Regions from separate parts of the Anas platyrhynchos genome. Here region 1 is linked to region 2. Evidence: chromatin contacts called from public Hi-C data. All regions are on one chromosome and are shown on one strand. Each heading gives the region's core, a stretch centred on a gene start, on an enhancer-like site or on the middle of the called end of the contact. The rest is flanking DNA. Distances are from core to core; before and after follow the strand shown.

Evidence for each region. A called contact is a pair of places that touch in the nucleus more often than the background predicts.
Region 1: a Hi-C map of subcutaneous adipose tissue shows a contact between it and region 2, with 3 times the contacts expected there. The contact joins two enhancer-like sites. A contact is called at or near these places in 3 of 8 Hi-C or Micro-C datasets (liver, skeletal muscle and subcutaneous adipose tissue).

Annotation. Positions count from the first base shown.
Region 1 is chr29:4,784,733-4,788,906 of IASCAAS_PekinDuck_T2T, forward strand. REXO1 (RNA exonuclease 1 homolog) reads right to left here. Exons shown (of 15, transcript XM_027471803.3): 11 at 3,995-4,068; 12 at 382-492; 13 at 1-7. Among named protein-coding and RNA genes, the nearest start is that of ATP8B3, 10 kb to the left of the region's middle. Within about 2 kb of position 2,254, at least 1 of the 8 cell types and tissues checked has an H3K27ac peak or open chromatin away from gene starts, as enhancers often do.
Region 2 is chr29:4,584,426-4,588,141 of IASCAAS_PekinDuck_T2T, forward strand. It overlaps TCF3 (transcription factor 3), which reads right to left. Exons shown (of 20, transcript XM_038169034.2): 18 at 2,626-2,864. Among named protein-coding and RNA genes, the nearest start is that of UQCR11, 13 kb to the left of the region's middle. Within about 2 kb of position 2,151, at least 1 of the 8 cell types and tissues checked has an H3K27ac peak or open chromatin away from gene starts, as enhancers often do.

The sequences.
Region 1 (4,174 bases), core at 1,004-3,503, 200 kb after region 2:
TGTAGCACTGCAAGTGACAAAGCAGACATGACGACAAATGCATGCCGACCACAGCATGGTACCTATAAGACTGTTCACCAAAGCACTGCAGATCCCAAAATGCAGTTGGTTCATTGCAGCAAAGCCAGCCAACAACCACTGCTCAATACAGGCCAACTAGCTGCTGCTTTTCAAAGTTAAATGTGGTCCCCAAATGAAGCACACAATGCCCCGACTAATTAAATTTACATTTCAATTAGCTCTTATTAATGTAAATGTCTGTGGTTTAGACTCCACAGCAGGAAGGAAAGAAGATGGTAGGGAAAGAGTTGCCCTTCAGACACAGCCTTCCTCAAAAAGCCTCATTTTGCTTGTGCATTGCCCCTCTGGTTAGGAACCCACCATTTCACAGTCTAATGCGTAGATTCCGGGGTAACCATCAGTCGTAGGCAACTTCTCAAAAGTCTTCACAAAGCCATCAAGGTTCTCTTTCCGCCCGTCATGTACATGTTGCTTAAAGGAAAAAAAAAGGAAAATGATTTGTTGATGGAAGGAACAAGAAACCCAAAACTCCATTTCAACAGAACCACTCACTTAAACAAAACAAAATTTTAAATAATTTCTAAAGGCTAACGAGAAATAAGACTTGCCTACTAGTTGGCCTGAGAAGCTCACCGCAAAAGCAATGTAGCAGCCATGTGTGAACCCAATTCCAAAGCAGGATCAGAACTAGAGGCACTGTATTAACAGCTCACTTAGTAGCAATGCATCGCATATCTAAGGACTAGGAGACGGCCGTCTCAGGTAGCTTCCAACTTTCAATTCAGAGTAGAATTACTCAGAAAGGCTCACTCGGTGGTCTTACATGGATCTACTCCAGCTGCTGGTTTCTGGATTCACCTGTGACTGAGACATGCCCAGCTGCAGGATTCTAATGTCAAACATTGCTGTCTGAGCTTTAGTATCAAGTGTATCACAGCCCAGAGATGACACGAGAAGCTAGTGGAATGAAGCAGCAGAAAATGTCAGTGTGTACAGACAAATAAGAGCCACTATATTCCGAAACCAGACAGTTCACAAACATGAGCTTACTGCCTTACCAGCACTTGAGGCAAAAAATGGAAACCATTTCCAGCCTCTCCTCATCATCCCCAGCTAAAGCTCTAGAGTCAACAATATTCAGCGCAGAAAAGCTCCCCAAGCTAGCAGGAAAATTCAGGGAGTGTTTCCATGAGTGGCATAAGCCAACGCAAGACTAAGCCACTGTTGCAAGAGGCACTCCCACTCTCCTTTCCTCCACAGCCACAGACCCCACCCTGCCTGCCCTGGTACTATTCAGTCAGCCTCAAAGCCTTCTTCTCTGGGGTGTTTTGAAGTGGATCATTGCACTGAGCCAGTTACCTTCATCACTGTGCCTGCAAGGAAGCAGGAACACAGAGGGCAAAGCAGAGGTGGTGACTGCCCACTAGCATGGTTTTAGGTCAAATTAAATTGCTGCACCACACCCAGAGGTGACATGCTCTCTCCCTTAGTTCCCAGTGGTTTCCTTTGTTTAAGTTTTGTTTATCCCTCAATCTCAACATATTTGTGCATAATCACAGCAGTCTGCATGCAGCCTCCGTCATGCTTCTGACAAATCTCACCCTGCAAGGAATCAGCCTGCACATGGCATCACCTCAGAACAGAAAGGCTAGAGAGGACAAACCCAGGCAGTTGTAGAACTGAAATATGTAGGCAGAGCAGGGATTTACATAATTTCCTTCACCAGTCATTACTGCGGGTAATAGAGTACATAATAATAAAACCAGCCAGAGTAGAGAGAACTGCATCATTTGCAGTTAACCAGGCGGCTGGGCCAATACCGAGCCTGACCTCTCCCTGCATCCAAAGCCAGCACTGCTCCAAGGCTGCATGGTTCAATTCCCAGGAGCAAGAGGCCACACTTGTCAATTCTGCATCTATGCCCACGAATCTGATTGTTTTGCTAAAGAAATGGGTAGAACACACTACCAGGCCAACAAATAGTAAAAATTCTCTCCCATTCAGCTTGATCCTTTCCCTTCTCTGCTATGCAACATAACTGAGCAGTGAAGGAAAAACAAATGAGGTGTTTTTCTACAACAGCTGATGTTCTACAACTGTCCAATTCTTCCTCGCTGAGAAGAAAGCAGAAAAGTTGTTTCGTTTTTTCAGATCCAAGAAAGAAGCGAGCAGACTCAGCTGTCACAAAGAACAGAGCAGCTCGACTGGTCTGCTCCTGGGGAGCTGTAGCTCCATGCACAGCTCCACCCTGCCACCTCCTGCCACAGGCGCTAACTGCAGCATGATCCAAACACACATCCCAAATGCGTTTGGAAGGAAAAGGCACAGCAATGCTTTTCTAACCAGCTATGCGCCCCGTTATTTAGAATAGTTTATTATAAATATTTGCTATTTTCAATGCCTTCAAAGCTGAAAGATGTAAAAAAAAAAGCTGTAGCCCAAACATCCCCAAATCCCATTCCATATTCTCATCCTGAGCAGACTGGGGACTCTGACCTTAAATTTACCAAAAAATTCATCTGGATGAAAAAAGCAAGAAAGCCAGAATGTAGTGATCTGTAGCAGCACAACAACTAGGAGGCAGATGTGAAAGGATGCCTGAGCCCTGGAGCACTGACAGCATGCTTCATTGAGTAGGAGGCTATTAGAGAAATTGTATGTTTCTTATAAGGCCATGAGGTTTTATGGTCTACAACAGCCACGTAAAAACATGCAGAGAAGTCATGTTTTTATAGCCCCATCAATTTCTCCCGACTTCCCTGCTGGATGTTTTTTTTGGAACACTGATTAAAAAAGAGATCCTGATATCAAATGAAAAAGAAATAGGAGGAGCAGCCACATGCCTGATCCCATCCATGCTTCAGACTGGGCAGGACAGGCTTTTAGGGTTCATGTGCTGACAGGTCTAGTTCTAGTTGACAAGCCTTAAATTTTGCCCCAGAATTCACTTCCTAGTTCTAGCTTTTGGCCAGAATAATGATGGCACACACCTCTCCAGAACTCTGCTGGCTCTGTATCACCTGAGCACTTTCAAACAGCAAGACAATAAGATGCCCTACAACAAATAGCTGTGGGAGCCCCTTCTACTGGACATGACCCTTTTAGATCATTTGGTTCTGAACCATCTCTCTCTGCATGGCAGCTGCCAAATGTAAAAATGCCACTGAAACAAGGGACCAGGAGAATCCCTAGACCTTGGGCAGAGGCCAGAGACAGATTGTTCCCTTCAGTCAATGGACTGAGAGCCAGGGGTGCCTGGCTGTTGCGTAAGGAAACAAGAAAAAGCACCTGTACAAAGGTATCCCAGACAGCATTCAGCTCGACCAAAGGGCCAAAGCTCAATTCCTGAGCAGGTTTTAGATTCTGCTTTCTACTGATGTGATCCTTTCCCCACCCTCCTCAAGAGGAAGCAATATCTATGGGTTACAACACACTCCTTGGGAAGGTTCCTCCCCTTAATAAAACAAAGGGCGTGCAATAAATGGAAAACTAAGAAAGGATTTGGCCTACAGCAGAAGTTACCTTAGCACAGGCATCTAAGAATTAAAAAAAAAAAAAAAAGGGAATAAAGGTTTTGGCCACTGTTGTCAAGGCTCTGAGCACGCTTCTTAAAAGGAATTTCCTTTTTTCTCACTTTTTCAGTGTTTCCCTAAAGAAGACTATATCCAAGTTTTTGCTGGGCAACTTAACCCGCTGTCATTTGCTTAGAAAAAGTGCTTACATTTTGCTTAGAAAAATGTTAAAAAATTTGCATCTGCAAAATAGAAACCACTTCAACTCCAAACATTTGAGATTCTTCCTTCTTGCCAAACACCAAATTTTCTTACCTTTGCATAGCAAAAGGCATTTAAGAAGTACTTGCTTTTTCTCCCCAGGGGAATCCACCATTCTTCTAAAGGCTCACACAGCCACCACCATTGCAAGCAGAGGACAAATGTCATTGAGAATAAAAAGGTGTTGCTCAATAACTTACTTTAGCAACCTGGCAGCCTGGTGAACCCACAGCTCCTGAGCAGCAGCTGTAATGAGTTTCCCATCCACCTGGTACTGAAAGAGCAAGAGTTAAGAGTCAGAGAGAAGAGACCTAAACTTCAGCTGACAAGTGCAGAGATGTCCTGAATGAACACAGCAACAATAATTTGCAAGCAAAGGG
Region 2 (3,716 bases), core at 901-3,400:
CCGGGTGCGTTCTGGGGGCAGCCCAGGCCACTCGGGCCATCGGCCACCCCTGCGAGCCGCGGGAAGGTGCTGCCAGCGCGGGGCTGGGGGGCTGCGGATGCAGCAGCAGCTCCGACAACTTCCCCCCCCTGCAAAATTTCACCATTCTGCTTGGTTTCCAAAGTTTGGGAGGCGTAGGGGGTGTCCCAGCCAAAAACGTTGGGTTTATCCCCCAAGACAAAGACTTGTTGGCAGAAACCAAATTCTTCTTTGCAGTTTCCTTCAGAAACCAGAGCTGCAGTCCTCCCAGTGAAGGTGTTTGTGCCCCAGCAGCGCGGGGCAGCGGGGCCCAGCACCCTCTTACGGGTGGGGGCAGCACCGGGGTGGGAGCCGAGTGCCCCCGGCTGCTGCTGGAAGTCAGTGTCGGATGCAGACACTGAACCAAGGTCTTTCCACGGGGCCAAAATCCAGCCCCAAAATCAGCCTGGAAGGGGGGAATTTTATTTTCCAGGCAGGGTTGGGAGCTCAGGAGAGCTTCCACCGCTGGTGGCATCCTGGGGGTGCCCCAAACAGGCCGGTGGGTGGGGAAGGCAGCACCGTGCTGGCAGCATCTTCAACCATGGCCTCGCCCGCAGCCCGTCCCCTCCGAGCCCCCAATTTGCTGTACAGACGACCTTCTCCCCCAGAGCAAAAATTCTTGCAGGAAAGACACCTTCCTCGGGTGAGCCCTCACACCAGGGCAGACCACGGCCTTCGGCTCCAGGGGAGCTACGCGGGGACAAGCCCCCACCTAAGGTGGGTGGCAGAGGCAGAGCCTTCCTGGGTCTGCTCGGGGGTCTGGAGAGCCCCCAGGCTGTGCCTGACCACGTGGAGGGGAAGCGAGGGCTCCCCGGATGAGCTCTTGCCTGCATGGGGCTGGGGGCTGCCGCTGTCCCTGCCTCTCTTCAGCGCCTGGGGATGCTGCAGCTGGGGAGTGGAGCCTGGCAGTGACAGGGCTCGTTCCTCCCAGCTAACGCTGGTGGCTGTGGCTCCTGGCAGTGCTGCAGCTCCTCAGTGCCTTGCACACTGCAACCGAGCGGGATGGAGCCCTGTCCCTGCCAGCAGCAAGTGCTGCTGGTTTGTGGGGCCGTGCGGTGTCCTCGGGGCTGTAAGGATGTGCGGCTCCTCAGCCAATTTGTGGCACCTGCCTGCCTGGCTCCTGTAACACCTCCCTGATCTCCTTCCCCTTCCTGCCCTGTTAGCCGCTGATCGCGGCACAAAGACCCCAGCTTTGTGGCTGGGCACACGGGGGCCCCATGGCCCCACTGCAGCCCCGCAGGAGGGGATGTGGGGTCGGCTTCTCTCCTGCAGAGCAGCCCGGAGACCAAAACCGCTGGAGAAGTGAGACCCTAGCTGCCTGCTCTAAAGTCTGCCGACAGCAGCACACGGGGCTTCGCTTGCTTCCCCAGCTGCGTCCAAGAAGGGTTTAAAAAGGGACAAGCGTGGGAGACCAAAGTGACCACGGTGCCAACTCTGTCTAACCCGGCCCCACGCCACCCCTCGGCTCCTGTCTCCATCCGCAAGCAGCAAGTACAAGGTAGAGAGTGGGACCACCGAGAGGTCACGGCTGGGGACTGTCTGTAGGAGATCGGAAAGAACAGAACCAAAAAAAAAAAAAACTCGAAATAAAAAAAAAATAAAAAGGAAGGGGAAATTAAAAAAGAGACAGGAAAAAATATACGTTATGAAAGGCAAAAAATTACAAACTGAAGAGAGGCACAAAGGACTCCAACATCAATGCAACAGCAGAGGCCAGCAGAGAGGAGCACAGCCAGGCACAAACCACGGATTCGTGTTACAACAGCCTCTGCAGAGAGAAAGGGGGTTAACCTGCCCGGCTCTGCGAGGCAGGAGCATGCACTGCGGGTTGCGGGAACAAAGCAGCAAAGTCTCTGGAGCGGGAAGCTGAGCCCTGCGAGCCCTGCGCCTCCCCTCCGGGCACACACGCGTGGGGAAGGAGCGAGCCTGCCCCGGCGAGGGGGAGAGCCCGCACGTGGCCGCTGCTGGCTCCGGGCCCTGCTATGGACACGCAGAGCTCCTGGCTTGTGAGGGACAGCGGTTCTGAGAGGCAGCGAGGGCTGCCCGGTCCTGGGCTCAGCCGTGCCAACCCCTCACATGGCGCCTGCGCTCCCCAGCGCTGTGCCGGGGAGGAAGGAGGCACCTCCTGAGCAGCCATGGGGAGGGACGGGCACTGGGCTCGGAGCTGCCCTTGGAGAGGTTTCAGGTCCTCTCAAAGATTTGCTGTTTGTTTGCTTGGGTGTTTTTTTTTTTGCTGGCCAAGCAGCTGAGCAAAGCGGCTGGCTGCAGGAAAGCGGGGACAGCCGCCGGGGCTGGCGGGCGCAGGTTCCCCCTCGGGGACCAGCATGCAGCACACGCGATGGCAGGGGGGAACAAAAGAGAGAACAGCAGGGTTGCAAAAAAATTAAAAAAAAAAAAAAGGACAAAAAAAAGAAAAAAAAAAAGGACATCAACAGCCTTGGGAATCCAAGGCCACAGGGCAGAGAGAGAGTGCAAGGCACCACAGCACATGTCACAGGAGACAGACAGACAGACAGCCCCGTGCCGATCAGATACGTAAAATATCACCACTCCGGGACCCTCACTGACCTCTAACTTGTTGCTCCAGGTTCAGTATGACTGATACGGCCTGGTGTAGGATTAGCAGTTTGGTCTGCGGTTTTTCGCTGTTTAGGTGGAGTTGGCACATGCGTCCGAGCTCTTTAAAGGCCTCGTTGATGTCACGGACCCGCAGGCGCTCACGGGCATTATTGGCGACCCTCCTTTCTCTCTCTCTCTCGGCTTTTTGCTCTGGGGGAAGAAGATCGTCCTCCTCATCCTCATCTTGACTAATGGTTTAAAATAAGAACGAGACAGGGACATTCCTCGCGTGCACTCTCAGCACTGGTCAACTCACAGAAAAGAAACACACATCGGGCACCGAGACGCTGCGCCCCGCGTGCCCCCGCTGGGACACGGGGACATGCGGTGACTTTGGAGAGAAGCAATTAAGACTCTTCTTCTTCCATCCCCTCCCCCCCGCATTTTTTTTTTTAAATACAAAGCAAATAAAGAAACCACAACAATGCGATTAAGGCCTGAGTTTGTCGCTGGGAGGTCGTGCGGTGGCCCGGAGAAGGCATTCAGGGCTGACACTGGTGTCCCCAGCTACAATTTCAGGGACGGGCAGCACCTGCCTCTGGGGCAGGAGGTGGCCGCTGTCTGGCAGGAGCGGGGCCGGCACTGCCCCTCTGGGCAGCATCGCCCTGCCGAGGTCCCCGAGCCGATGGCGAGGCTGCGGACAAGCCAGCACGCTGGAAGGACTCCACCTGATCCGCTGCCACGTGTCTGGCTGGATGCAACGGGGGTTCAGGAGCCCCGAGGCAGACAGCAGAGCCGAACTGTAGCAGGGAGGAGGCTGAAAACCCCCCCCAGCCTCCAGCCAGGGATGCTGAGCGCCCCTTCCTGCCTCAGCACAGCCACGATGCCCCCAGCGAGCACCCAGGCGGGCGCAGCTTGCGCGGACAAGGCACAAAGCCTCCGGCCGTGGGGATGGGGGCAGCAGGGCAGGGAGGCCAGGAGGCTGAGAGCCTTCCCCAGCACGGCACGGCCCACGCCACGCACCTGCGAGGACGGGCAGGGCTCCCGTGGTGGGTAGGGGCTGGTGGATCCACACCACGGGACGACCCCCGGCCTCACCG